2 separate regions of the Gossypium hirsutum genome follow, and region 1 is linked to region 2. Evidence: chromatin contacts called from public Hi-C data. All regions are on one chromosome and are shown on one strand. Each heading gives the region's core, a stretch centred on a gene start, on an enhancer-like site or on the middle of the called end of the contact. The rest is flanking DNA. Distances are from core to core; before and after follow the strand shown.

Region 1 (7,013 bases), core at 1,674-4,173, 200 kb before region 2:
TTAATGTTTTAATAATATTTTCCTTTTCAAAATTACATCTATAATAAATGCTAATCAAAATTAAAAAATGTTACCGTGACAAGTTTAGTGTAACAGAGGAGCATTAATTAGGGGTGAGATTCACTTACAACTATATAAAACTATTTTAATTTTACATTCGTTTGTATTTTTTCACAACTACTACTTTAATGATTTGATTGTCGTATTTCATATTCCATTCATATAGATTGTGCATGTAAAATTTGACATAAAATAAAAATTTTTAACTATATGTTTTGTGTAAAAAAAATTCTAACAATTCAATAAATATTTATATATCCAGTATTTTAGATCGACATGACAGAGATATCAGATCAAATAAAAAATTCACATATTTTACAAGTACATTTATATTAATAAATTCAACTATTAGATCATTAAAATATTAATTATATAAAAATATACAAAAGATATACAAAAGGGCGTAAATGGATCCCTACCCATTAAATTATATTGCATACAAAAAATATATTAACATTAAAAATATTGTTATGTTTTTAGTACAATTAAAGTATCATTCATGTCTGTTTTGTTGAGGTAAAAATACCATGAAAATCTTTGTACTAGAAGTCAAATTATATTTTGCCCCCTCAATTAAAAAATAGACAAATTAATCAGTGTGAGTTAGATAAACAAACAAACAAACAAATCCTTCTATTAAAAATTACATCTATTTTTACTGTTAAAAACCAATCTTTGTATGTTCGTATATACCTACCTAGCTATTTTGTCAAATTAAAATGATTAATTTATCTATTTTTAAATAACAGAAATGAAATACAATTTAACTCCTAGTAGATAAGAGTTATAATGATGTGTGTTTTATTGAGGGTAAAGATTTAATGAGGATCATTACATAATTGACCCAAATAATTGGGCATTTGGCATGGCATCCACTTCTTAATATCTTCATTGGGAGACGCGACAACTCATGAATTTCTCGTGAATGGCATTAGTGTGTTAAAATTCCCCCCAAGGATGCCAACAAATTGATGACCAGTTTCCCCCACATTTTGTCCTTACAAGACGAGGCAGTGCTGAGTCAGGCACATGCCAACAAGCCCCACATCTCAAACTTACCATTTTGAACCAAAATTCTTAAATTTTCAGGGGGAAAAGCCCATAAATTTCACAGATCTAAACTCACACACCAAACTAACTGAAACAAAAGAATTTTACAGCCTAAAAAACAGCAACAGCAACATCAACATCAACATCAACATCAACACCAGCAACAACAAGCCATATCAATGCCCTCTAACTAGACTTGTATGATAATACAACAAGGTGGATAAGCAACAAGCAAAGCGATAGAACCGGCAGATGCTGGGATAAGTTAAAGGTAACCGATGACGACTGATCATATATTTCAGAAGAATCGACCGGTAGCGGCATTCCGTCGCTGTTTAAGGTGCAGGAAGAAGGGCTCGAACCATCTTTGCTCATCATCATCGCTCGTAAAACCGCGGAAACCGTCCGAATGTAAGAGGTCCGATTCTTGGCGAGCAACCATGTGAGACCCATCAGCTGGCAATCTTTGTTGCGCATTTTGGTGGTCCTTTCTTCTGACTTGCTTGTGTTCAAAGCATTCTTCTTGTTGAGCTGCACCAACAACATTGTTTTTCCCATTAGCAAGAGGAATAGTAACACTTGGCTCATTAAAAACTAAAGACAAGTTGGGTGTTAAACATCTGATCCACAACCAATCTTTGGATGCATTTGGGATTTTGATATACTGCCAAACTCCACTAAATAAGCTTAGCGTGATTATGATGGTTTCAATTAATAACAGTATACATTAAAAAGTTAGCTAAATTAATACCCTATTCATCCTCCCCCATTGGCATGGATTCTTCACTTAGATTTCCCCCTTTAAGCTGCTTAAAGAAATGGAAAAGGAAAAAAGAAAAAAAAAGTAAAAAACCCACTTTCCCAATTTGCCAAAAAAGTGTGAAAACCCTAATTAGATCTTCAGTTGACAACAGAAGAAGAAGAAAATTTACCAAATGAAGACTTTTCAAGCACTTGTTGCAACCCCCAAGACCTGGAAATCCATTAACATTGGAGCTGCTACTTAAGCAATTTCTCTCCAATCTCTCCACACTGTCATCCCCAACAAGGTTGCCCTTTTGGTCCACTGAGAAAGCATCAGGGCAAGTCAATGGGTGAAGCCTGATGCCACAATAGCAATACACCGCATCGCATGTCTCGTTCGGTTTAGCCAACTCCACGCCTCTCTGTTTCAGAGCTTTCCCTAAGTCATCCACACAGGTTTCCGAGTCATCCGGCAGCAATGGCATGTCATAAGATTGGGTACGCCCCGCAACCGCTGGCACTACTCTTCCAACCCCACCAAGGGCGGTGGCGGAGTAAGCGGCGTAAAGCCATGCAGCGAGAACAGGACAGCAGCGGCTGCGGTGGAGCTCACTCGCCACCCCATTGTTTATCTTAGTGCCACAAGCGTTCTTAACGCTGTGAAAGAGTTGTTCAGGTAAGTCAAGTGGACAACCAACGACATTGGATTGCTCTGGAAATGCAGGGATCGTTGCAGGTGGGGATGTGGATAGAGGGAGGGATTGGACATTGAGGGCGTCAGGGCTGGATATAGTGAAGGAAAAAGTGGCAAAGAAGAGGGAGATGAAGAAGAGAAAGAAAGGGAAGGGGACTAGAGACATGGCAAAGGTGGTGTGGGTATGGGGATGGGAAAGGGAGGAGAAATGAGGGTGAGAGTGGGGGCGTGGCTGGTTTTTGGGATATGAAATAAAAAAAATAAAAAAGCTTGGAGGGGAGAGTGATAATGGAGGTGGGGGATAAAAGAAGGGAAAGAAATAAACAAAGAGGTGGGATTCGGAAAATGTTTGGCAGTTTGCTACCTCGGCTTTATTTATTTATTTAAAAATCTCCATCTCTCCCTCTTAATTATTTGTTTAGGGGTCTACCCTAGGCTTAATTCCAACATCAAATATTTTTCAAAACAAAAAAATATATAAAACAATTACAAATAAATATTAATAACTCTCGAATTTAAGATTTTGCGTTCAAGAGTTCAGAGTCTAGAGTCTCAAGTCTCAAGCCTCGAGTCTAAAGTATTCACATTTATTTATAATTAATTATTATTTAATTATGTTTAAATAAAGTTATTTGTATCTATTTATAAATCTGTTATTCTTTGTTTTATTTAATTATTATGCGTCATGTTATTTTTTATCGATGGTGCACGAAATTTATGCATAGTAAATGCATCAAATGTTCTCATTTTTATTTACTTGAAAAATTATTTTTTATAAATATTTATGAAAAAAACTTTAAAGTTTTATCTAATAACGTTCAAAAATCATAAAACAAAATGATTTTGTCAAAATAAATTCAAAAAAATCAAAGCCTAAAATTACTATAAAAATCATGAATTAAACTTGGCAAAATGAATTATAATGGACCATTAAAAGAATCTAAAATACCTAACTGAACCGAATCAAACTTACCTTTATTCAAATGCAATAAGAAAATTCATTTGGTTTCAAAAAAGTCTTCTTCTTTTTTGTTTTTGTTTTCTTCAAAATATAAAAATATTAAAGAAGACATGTTTGGTTGAATATTTTAAAAATTATTTTTAAAAAATAAAAATATGTAAACATTAAAAGATAATAAACAAATTATTTTCAGTGTTTTCACTGAAATATTTTTTAAAACTAGAAAAAATAATAATAAGAGTGTGTTTGATTTAAAGATTTGTAAGGGTGATTTCATTTGTATTAAGATTTTTAAGATTTTAAAAATGAATTTATTTATTTGGATAAATATATTAGAGACTTTCAAAAAGTTGTGAATAATTTCAAGAAGAAATTTAAATAACTCAATTTCCTTTCTATTTTTTTTTTCAAATTCTATCTAAAAATTTTGTTTTTTTTTAATTTTCTCATAAATTTATTTGATTTCATAAAACTATTTTTAAAAATCAAACGAAGCCTTAAATTTCTTTTCTTAAGATTTAAAATCAAAATCTCAGCTAAATTTATGTTTGATATATAATGTTAACTCTTATAAAGTATGATGTTTAAGGGACAAAAGGAATTGAAGATTGTTTTAGCAAAGTATGTAATAAAAAAGAGGTTTGATATTGTCTACCTTAGGAATGAAAAGGGTAGGACTAGAGCTAGGTGTAGGGAAGATGGGTGCCTTTTTAGAATATATGTTTTTGTAGATAACAGTGATGAATTTTACAAGATAAAAACCTTCATAGAAACTTATGAGTGTTCAATAACATTTAAGAACAAAAGGGCATCTTACAAGTTGGTGGGGAGCATTTCTTAAGTAAAATCAGAGTGATTCCAAAGTTTAAGTTAATTGAAATGCAAAAACTAGCCAATGAAGAGTTGAAAGTTGATCTGAGTAGGGGTACATGTAGCAGGGCTAGGAGATGGGCACTGAAGGAGATCAATGGAAAGGTAAGTTATGAGTTTAATAGACTATGGGACTATGCAAATACACTTAGAAAGGCAGATCCGGATGGCCATATAGAGGTGATGGTAGAAAGACCAACCTCTACTGAGGTTTCCAAGTTTAGGAGATTTTATGTAGGGTTTAGTGTATTGAGAAAAGGGATTTTACAGTGTTGTAAACCTTTTATTTGTCTGGATGAATGTTTTCTGAAGGGGATATTTAAGGGGGAATTTCTGTCTGCTATCGGTAGAGATGGCAATGACCAAATCTACCTTATTTCGCAAGCAATTGTGGAGAATGAAAATAGAGAAACATGGTGTTGGTTTCTTAAGAATATTATTTCAGATTTACAAATTGACGATGGTTTTGGATTCACGTTCATGGCTAATAAACAAAAGGTATGTTAGGGACATTACTTAAATATTTTTTTCCTTCTATGTTTAATTTATTAAACAACCATTTAATACTGTTGTTTTTGTTTGCATTTAGGGATTGATGGAGGAGATATTTGAGTTGTTGCCAAGGGTTGAGCATAGAGTCAGTGCAAGGCATTTATATGCCAACTGGAGGAACAAAAATCCTAGAAGAGACTTGCAACAAGCATTTTGGGGAGCATGCAAATCATATAAACCTATTGACTTTGAAGATCACATCGAAAAGATTGACAGTATCAAACATAGTGCCAAGGTAAGTCTACTTAGAACTAATCTTGAGCAATTGTCAAAGGCTTTTTTTTTAGTAGGTCTATATGTGATGCAATTGACAACAAATTTGTTGAGTCCTTTACTGCAGCAATTTTAGGAGCTAAGTCAATGTCTATTATTTCCATGTTACAAGAAATTAGACAGTATGTAATGAGGGTGATTGTAAACAATTTAGCCAAATGTAAAAATTGGAATGAACAATTCTATCCTAAGATAGGTCAGAAGTTACAGAAGAGTATCCAAATGAGTTCATACTGTTATGTTAAATTGAATGGAGTAGAAGGGTCTGAAATAACAAACTTCAATGATGTTGTAGTTGTTGACTTATTTCAATGGTCATGTAATTGTAGGAGATAGGATCTCACTAGCATCCCATGTTCACGTTGTTGCAGCCATTTTGTAGAAAAAAAACTGATATTTCTGATTTTGTATATAAGGGGTTTAAAAAAGATGTGTTTAAAAAATTGTATGGCTTTATATAGCTTGTTATCCCAAGTGAGAAATTTTAGTTAAAAACCATTTTAGGACCAATTGATCCCCTCATTTTAAGAAAAATGCTTGGGAGACCAAAAAAGAGCAGATTAAGAGAAAGGGGAGAGAAGGGTGGGAGTGGGAGTAAACTGTTTAGAAAAGGGAGGAAGATAAAGTGTCACAAGTGTTTCATGGTTGGACACAACTCTAGAAACTATCAAACTTTATCTATTGTAAGTGTTTTGATGACTAAGAATTTTAATGCAATTGTTGGCTAATTTGAGAGCTCCTAACATGTTAAATTTGCATAGTACAACTCCAACAGCTCCAGTGGCTCCTACTCCACCAGCTCCTTCTCAAATTGTTGCATCAAAAGCATCTGTATCATCCACCAACTCCTTCAACACAACCAACTCCTCCCATTATGCCAACCTATTCAACATAGCAAATACTTACAATACTTTGTAGCAGAGGAAAACAAGTTGTGCAAGGATTTGGGTTATAACTAATAAGAGGACAAGGATGCAAATTTTGAATGTACGTTACCAATTGTTGAACTATTATGCTTATTGTATTTTGGTGACATGTTTTTTAATTATGTATTTTATACATTACAACCTGGTATGAGAGGGAAACCATGGTGATTGCCCTAACCAAGTGCACTAATAAAAGGAAGGGAAACAACAACAAGGAAACTACTGGTGGGACTCAGAAAAGTAGGAACACAAAAAAGTTAAGTTCGCACACCTAAAGAATTTTCTCCTTTTGTTCTTTGGAGTATTCACATTGCAAACGAGAGCCCTTAACTCGCAATGGCAGTACAAAATCCTTTTCTGCGCAATTGATTTTCTATTTGTAGAAGAAGACATGGTGGAGGCGTGAAAGAGATGGAAAACAAAAGAAAGCACAAATGAATGAACAAAAGAGGGAGAAATGAAAGGAAGATGAAAGGAGAACGAAAGAGATAGGAAATGAAGAAGGGAAAAAAAAACAAATGGATGAACGAGATAAGGAAAAATGAAAGAGATAGCAGAGAAAACGAAAGAGAAAGAGAAAGAGATAGCAGGGAAAAATGTTGAGACATGCTGAAGAAATTTTTTGAAGGAATAATATTTAAAACAATCTGATAAAAAAATGAAACACGAGTTAAAGGGGTATTGAGAATGCAACATGTGGCGGCGCATGAGTGGTCAGCACTACCACATCAGCAAAATCTTAACGCCGTTAGGCTCATGTACCAAACTAGTAGACGGAAAAAAAGTTTGGGTACCAATTTAGGACAAAAAACCATATGTACTAATCTGGGATAAGTGGACAAGTTCAGGTACTAATTTTATATTTAACCGTTTTATTTAAAAT
Region 2 (7,621 bases), core at 3,432-5,931:
TGACTAAAATAATAAAAGTATATAACAATAGTGTTGAGACCACAATTTTTTTTTTTGATTTTGATATCTAAAATAAATAAAAAAATTATAAAAGTTGAGTATAGTTGACGAAATAAACTGAACTGAATTTCAAATAAAAATAAAACTTTTCCATATTTATTTTCTAAACACAAAATCCAATAAAAGTTAGTAAGGTCAATCCATATTCAAGGTTTTAGGCTATGGAACCACGTGATACTCGTTTAATTATTTACAAAATTGCATTGATATGATAAAAATGGTTAGTCTAAATAAATTATAGACTAATCATCCAATCAAAAGTTTTCAACACTATGGAAAGATTGATAAGTCAACATTTAGGATGTACAACAAATTTCAATTGTTCATCGCATCATATTCTAAAGTTGAATAATATGGAACCTTTGAATAATACAAGGTCTGCCTTGGAATTCTGACCCAGTTCTTAAGGTTTCTTTAAGTTTTTTTGTTTTAAATTTGTGCATTCTCATAGATGGTTGTACCTTTTTATCAAACAATTGAGTATGCTTAAATACAGATGGTTTAGTTAGATTAAAAGATGCGTTCACTACCGTTGGAGAGCTTTTGCGTGATCGCAATGGGGATGGATTATTGGCTTTAGCATGTATTTGAGTAATTGTGCAGTACTGGGTTTTGAACTTTAGGGTATTTTCGATAGGTTAAAACTTGTGCTAGATTGGGGGTTTGAGAGAGTCTTAATTCAGACAGACAATCTTGAAGTAGTTAACATCAATCAGGATGGAATAAGTGAGGATTTCAGTTCCACTTTGGTAAGTAGAATCCATACATTATTGAAGGTTTTAAGGCAATGGAATCTTCAACATATTTTTCGGAAGATAATAAACTCGCAAACAAAATTATTAAAGCGGTATGAGATAGAAGAATTGATTTACGGCTAGTGGAAGATCCCATCTAGATAACTTAATATTAATATTAATATTAATTATTTGAGCTGTAATTATTTTTCAAAAAAAAAAAGAAGAGTTGAAAAATATACAAACTTTGTTTTTTATATATTGTTTCAATTAAAGGGACAATCAATAAATTTAAATTCAAATACTAAGATTTTTTAATTTAATCACGTGACTGGTTATAATAATTTTGAGATTTTAAATTCAAATTATATTTGTTTTGGGTTAGTTTTAAAATTTCATTCATGTATTTAGATGTTATTTGATAAATTTTTTTTAAAAAAGTAAGTGTTAAATATTCAATACCAAATCTTATAAGTACAGTTAAGTTTTACTGGATTTTGAGTTTAGAAAATAAAATTGACCTTCAATAAAATTGTTAAGTATATTAATAAAATTCACTCTTTCTAATAAAATTGTGAAGCTACTAAATGTAATTATGTTGTTTGATATAATTAATATTGTTTTTTAAAATTATTTATTTCTTAAATTTAAGCTTATTAATATAATAATTTGGATATCTCACTTTTTAACAATTTTTAAAAAATATGCTTAAGCATTTTCAACATTAAGTGATAAGTAGTTATCTACTTACTTATTCAACATTTTTTGTTGAATATTTTGTATTAATTAAAAAATTAATAAGATTGTCAAACACATTTAAAAAAAATGTCAAAAATTTTCATTTTCAAAATTTTCAACAATTTATCAAACACAAGCACCAACAAGTTTTTTTTTTTATTTGATGCAAAGAAAAAAAAAGACTATGTTCTCGCCATATGAAATATGAAATAGCATGACACTTCAAATTCAATATGAATTTTTTTATTTTTTATTATTTCAAAATATTAAATTATGTATTGAAAGAGTAGTACAAGAGAAAGAGCATTTCCAATTTTATCTTAATTGTCGTGGACCTATCTCAGCATCATAAACTTTTTTCTTTTTACACCAAAGGCTATTAATAGTATTTATGTTATAAAAGACTACGAAAAAAAACTATTTTTTATTTTTCTTTTCAAAAAAGAAGAAGAAATTTTGGGATTACTGAATCAAATACGAAATAAATATATAAAGCAACGAAACATCATAATATTATTGAATTTTTTCCGAAAAAAAGGTGATAATTAGATTATTTAGTGACTTGAAGTTCGTAAAAAAACCCCAAGAAACATCATTGTATTTGGAAGAAAACTTTGTGATCTCGTAGATTTTTTTTGTAATTCTTGGAATGTATGGATTATAATTGTAATTGAGTACTCATAATTATATGGATAATCTTTTAAAAAGAAAAAATTATTAAACACACACCTCTATATTTTCTCTATGACAAATTATAACAAATATTTTTTTAATGACAACTAAATATATTTTTAATAAAAACCTATGTAAAATATTTAATTTAGAATTTAGGTCTTTACGTCTCATGCATTTAGAATTTAGTCTTTTCATTTTTATTTTTAAGAATTTAATCTCTCTACTTTTTTGGATTTAAAAATTCGTTTTCAATTTATATATAACCACCCAACATTTTAATTAAAAAGTAACATTATAAAAATATAGAGAGCAAATAATATTAGAAATTAAAATTTCAATTTTAAACATATTAAAGGAACTAAAATAAAAGAATTATCCATTTTATAAAACGCAATAAAGAACATGGGGGGTGTGCGCCAAGCATAACAAAAAGACATTGGACTTTCCTTTAATATACAAGTATATAGATATTGAAATTAAATTTTTTTATTCGTGTGATACGTGTGTATTAATTAAAAGATATTTAAAAATTTTAAATTCACCCTTACCATAAGCCTATATTATATTTTTAAAATCGAATTTATATTTAAAACAATTACATTCAAACTCTAATATAGTATAATTAAATATGAATACAATAACATTGGACATTTCTTCAATTCTTAATTAAATTCAATTTCAATCTCAATCTCAATCAGTCAAAATAATTAAATATTGTTTCTAAAATTCAACATTGAATCATCAACAATTTTTAGATTGAATTGGTGATCGAACCAGTTAGGTTACCGATTTGTCGATCCGATCAATTCAATTAAAACTTATTAAAAAGTTAAAATTTTTTAAAAAAATCCAATTCAATTTTTGGTTCAATCGATTTGTACCAGTTCCCAGTTTAATCGATTTAAAGTCACTCTTTGAACCAATACCTCAATCGGTTCTTGATCCAACCGATCTGATCAACCGGTCCAGTTTGATTCAAACAACATTTATTTTAATCTGCATTTTTTTATACATTGAAATGATTAAATATTTTTAAAAGATAAACTTAAGTATGTATATGTGTATATATTAAGTATATAAAATATTTGTTTGATAAGTAGAGTTTTAATTTATATCAAATTTCTTTTATAAGGGTTATTAGATGTATTAGATAAATTCTTACAAAGTACATTTGATTCTAATTTTTATTATTACAAAAGTTTTGATTGTAGTTCACTCAAAAACAAGATATTTAGATAAAATTTGATTAACAATTGTTGTTAGTCTCTATACTTGGATAAAATTTAAAATTTAGTTTCTATACTTAAGAGGTTAAAATTAAGTCTTTTTATTTTTTTATTTAAAAATTTCAGTTTAATCATTAACATTCTTAGTACTTTTTGTCAAAATTTATCAAGTTGGCATATTGATTAGACCGTCTTCGTATAACGTTGAATATGATTGACAAAAAAATTAAACATGTAAAGTTGACAATTTTGGACAGAAATTATAAATAATGATAATGGTTGGACACTAATTTTTAGCTTTTAAAGTATAGGGACTAAATTTTAAATTCTAGATAAGTATAGATACTAATAGCATATTTTAACCTTAAAATTTTACCAAAAAAAAAAACTTTACAAAAGCGGCCGTAATTTGTAATTGCCTTACGGAAGGTGTAATCTTAAAAAAAAAAAACATTTTTTTTTACTTTCCATTGCAGTAAATTTCATGGGAATAGAAGTTAGAACAACTTTTTGTCTTCAAACTTGGTATCGAATAGAAGCTGACAAAACGAAAATCACATTAAAAATAGGCAGAAGAAACCCAAAACCAAACAATAAAATTAAAAGCTAAAAAGAAAAAGTATAATAACTTTTTTAATCCTCTAATTTTATAAAAAAAATTATTTTAGTCCTTTATTTAATTTTTTTATCATTTTTAATCCTTTAAATTTGCTCTGTTTGTTAAATCACTCAAAATAGATGAAAAAGAATAATGTTTGTTAATTTTGTTGACTGTATACACATGAATTATCACTTGGATGCCACGTTAATAATTTATGAATTTTTTAAATTTTAAAAATAAAAAATAAAAAATTACAAAAAGAATAATTTAAAAATTTTAAATTTAATTAATTGCTGATGTGTCAAAAGTTAATAACTTTTTCATCTATTTTAGAATGATCTGATAATCAAGGTAAGTTTAAAAGATTAAAAAAATAAAATATTAAATGAAAACTAAAATAATTTTTTTACAAAATTAAAGTAACAAATAATTAATCACCACAAAGAAAAGAAAAAAAGCATCAGCAAGTCATTGAAATGAAGTTCATGGTTAAATATGATTCCATTAACCTCAAATTTCCAACTCATCATGCCACCACCTTCCAAGTTGTAAGCAGAGTTTGGGGACGACAAGAATATAGAGAGAGAGAGAAAGAAAGAAACAAAAGAAATAAAAAGAAAGTATTTTTGCCACCAAAAACTGGAAAACTTTTTTTCCTTTTTCATTTGGGACATCGAAAATCCTTGTTGGCCTTTGCTCTATAAATCAAGTGGGTCAGAGTTTGTTGTTGTTTTCCGAGGGGTCCTACAATCCCACTTGTTAGTCCTTTGCTCCTTCTCTCTCTCTCTACCCTCTGTTTAGTGTTTACCTTCACTTGTTTTTAAATATATATATTTTCCAAACTACTCCCCTTTTCTATGCTTTCTTCTCTACTATCTATATCCGAAAAAGGAAGATCCATTCTTTTTCTTAATCTGGGTATTGGAATTTTTTGTTGTTTTTTATTTAGTTGTTGAAGCTGAAAGAAACTGTTTGCTTCTTTGTGTGCTGTTAAACTCTTTTTCCTTTTTTTTTTGGTGGATTTCTTTGTATGAGGAAAGTGGGGGTGTTTTCTTTGACCTGAAGTATCTGGGCCTTTCTGATATTTGACTAACTTTGCTTGGTTGTTTTGTGATTATGGTGGTTTTGGATTTTGGATTTGATGGGTTGATTTTTTGGGAAATCTCGAGAGGTAGAAGGTAATTGGGTTTTTAAGAAAAAGGGGTTCTTAAATTTGTTTTTGGATTAGTTTAAACTTTAGATTTCATGCTTGGTCCAAGACAATGGAGATGTTTATGGCCAGATTTTTATTTCTTTAGCATTGGCTGCTATATCTTAGTGAAATAATATGAAGAACTTCCTCAAGAAACTGCATATGATGTCTAATCAATCGGAAGATGTACAAGGGTCAACTTCATCGAAGAGTAACAAGTCCAGTATTGTATCATCATCTAGTGATAGGCCTTTACAGTCAAGGCCTCATCATAGTCCTGACAACAATAAACCATTATCTGTTCTTTCCAATTGGTTAAATTCAGTTGCTAATAGAAAAAGTCCCAGTCCACCATCTTCTTCAAATGTGAAGAGGGAGGAAACTATGGAACCTGCTGATTTAGCTACTACTAGTGCTTTAGAGGCTGCTTTGGATGCAGTAAGGCGTGATTCAGGGTCTAGTAACTCAAGGGATCCTGATGTAGAAGAGGAATATCAGATACAATTGGCTTTGGAGTTGAGTGCCAGAGAGGATCCTGAGGCAACTCAGATTGAAGCTGTTAAGCAAATTAGTTTAGGCTCTTGTGCTCCAGAGAATACCCCAGCTGAAGTTATTGCATATAGATATTGGGTATGTTTCCCTCTTCATTCCCCACTTTAATCTAATTATCTCGGTTGAGTTTAAGCAATTTATCCAAGTATATACTATAGGTTTAGCTTTAGCCAACTGTTTTGCATTGCATGAAATGTATATTATCTTTTCTCCTTAATTTATTTATATTTCTTTTCTGTTTCATCTTGAACTGCATGTAAACTTTATTTCGTAAATTGGAAAAGTTTGGCATATGAATTTCTGGCATGAAGGTAATTTATGCTTTAAGGGGAGAAATACTTTCAAAACCAAATCCAATAATGTTCTGAGGAGGGGTCTGCCTTGCGCTTGTGGTGATTGTGAGTCGTGATCCTTTTCATTTTTTCATTCCACTAAGAAATATGATTATAAATAGCATCATCAAAGCTTAAGCAAAGTTTCCAAATTCCCTATTAGTGCTGCTTTACATTTATCATCTTCCCAATAGAAAGGCAGTATTGTTGCTCATGTCACTGATGACAACCTTTTGCTAGAGTTGGTAAAATGTTGGTAGAAGGCTTACATTGAAACTAGGTATATGCTGGCAAAAGTCTAGGGACATCTAGTTTCATAATCTTCGATTTTGATGGCTTTTTTTGAGGAATTAGTATGAGGGTTTTTCATTTTGGCTAGTTGTTTATTTCTTGTCTGTTGGTTAATCTTATTGGACTTGAATTTATCCCCTTTAGATCTAGCCTCGAGGTTTATTTAAATCATCGTCTGACATTCTGTTCTTTTAAGTGTAAAGTCCATAGTCCATTTATTTCTTATCTTCAGCTAACATAGTCAGAAACTGAAATTGGTCTTTTAGATAAAGCTCTTTTGTAAATTTTTCATTGCTGCTTCTTAGTTGAATGGACATACTAAATTATATTTGTAAGCTCATGGATCCTTTCAATCCATTGAGAAAAGCATATGTTTTGAGACTTTCACTGTAATAGTCTGGTTTATGGTTTACACTGAACTCATGAACTTTGCTTATTTTGTTATTCTTCCAAGAAATTAAATGTGCAAGTCGAGCAATTAGAGGGTTGAATCAAATCTCGGTCTTTTTGTTTTCGAGTTGCTTTAGATTTAGGTAATCTTGGGTTTGTAATTTTGAATTTGATATTTTTGGGGGTTGGGTTCAAGCTGTTGATTTTTTTTTAATTTTATTTTTTAGGATTCAAATTCAATTAGATTTGGATTAATCTTTTAAATCAAGGAAGATTTTATCAACTGTTAGATTATTCCAGGTCATATTTTAGTGAACTTGTGGTGTACTCCAAAATTTGATTTTTGATGTCATATAAATAAGATATTCATGGCGCTAAATATTTTAAGTGATTCTCGGTAATTATGGTTTTAACTTATATACAAAGGTCATCTATAACACCAAAAGTCAGAAGTGGTTTAATTGCTTTTCTGAATCGTTAGAATTTTATTGAGTGTTAAAAAAAAAAACTATTTGAACATTGGATTATTAGATTCTCCATGTTTAAGAAAAAAGAAGTTATGGCTAAATTTGCTAATGTATCATTTTGGATTTTCTGAATATCTACTTTTGATTGCTAGATTCCTTCCCACTTCCAAGTTAGCTTTCTGGGATTTATTTGCTATATGTTTATTCCTTGCTAACCCAGCTCATATCGTAGATTTGTCCGTGCTTCACAGAATTATAATTCCCTTGATTATGATGACAAGATCCTGGATGGCTTTTATGACCTGTATGGAATTCTAACTGAATCCACTTCAGAAAGAATGCCTTCACTTCTTGTTCTGCAAG

What was found. Hi-C and Micro-C count contacts between places; a contact is called where the count stands out from the background.
Region 1: a Hi-C map of leaf shows a contact between it and region 2, with 2.0 times the contacts expected there. The contact joins the promoter of LOC121221161 here to the promoter of LOC107891947 in region 2. A contact is called at or near these places in 2 of 34 Hi-C or Micro-C datasets (both in leaf).

Annotation. Positions count from the first base shown.
Region 1 is chrD09:26,754,915-26,761,927 of Gossypium_hirsutum_v2.1, forward strand. LOC121221161 reads right to left here and starts at 2,924. Exons shown (of 2, transcript XM_041101755.1): 1 at 2,043-2,924; 2 at 839-1,641. The coding sequence starts at 2,714. The coding sequence ends at 1,297.
Region 2 is chrD09:26,948,790-26,956,410 of Gossypium_hirsutum_v2.1, forward strand. LOC107891947 (probable serine/threonine-protein kinase SIS8) reads left to right here and starts at 4,682. Exons shown (of 13, transcript XM_016816875.2): 1 at 4,682-5,856; 2 at 7,510-7,621. The coding sequence starts at 5,362.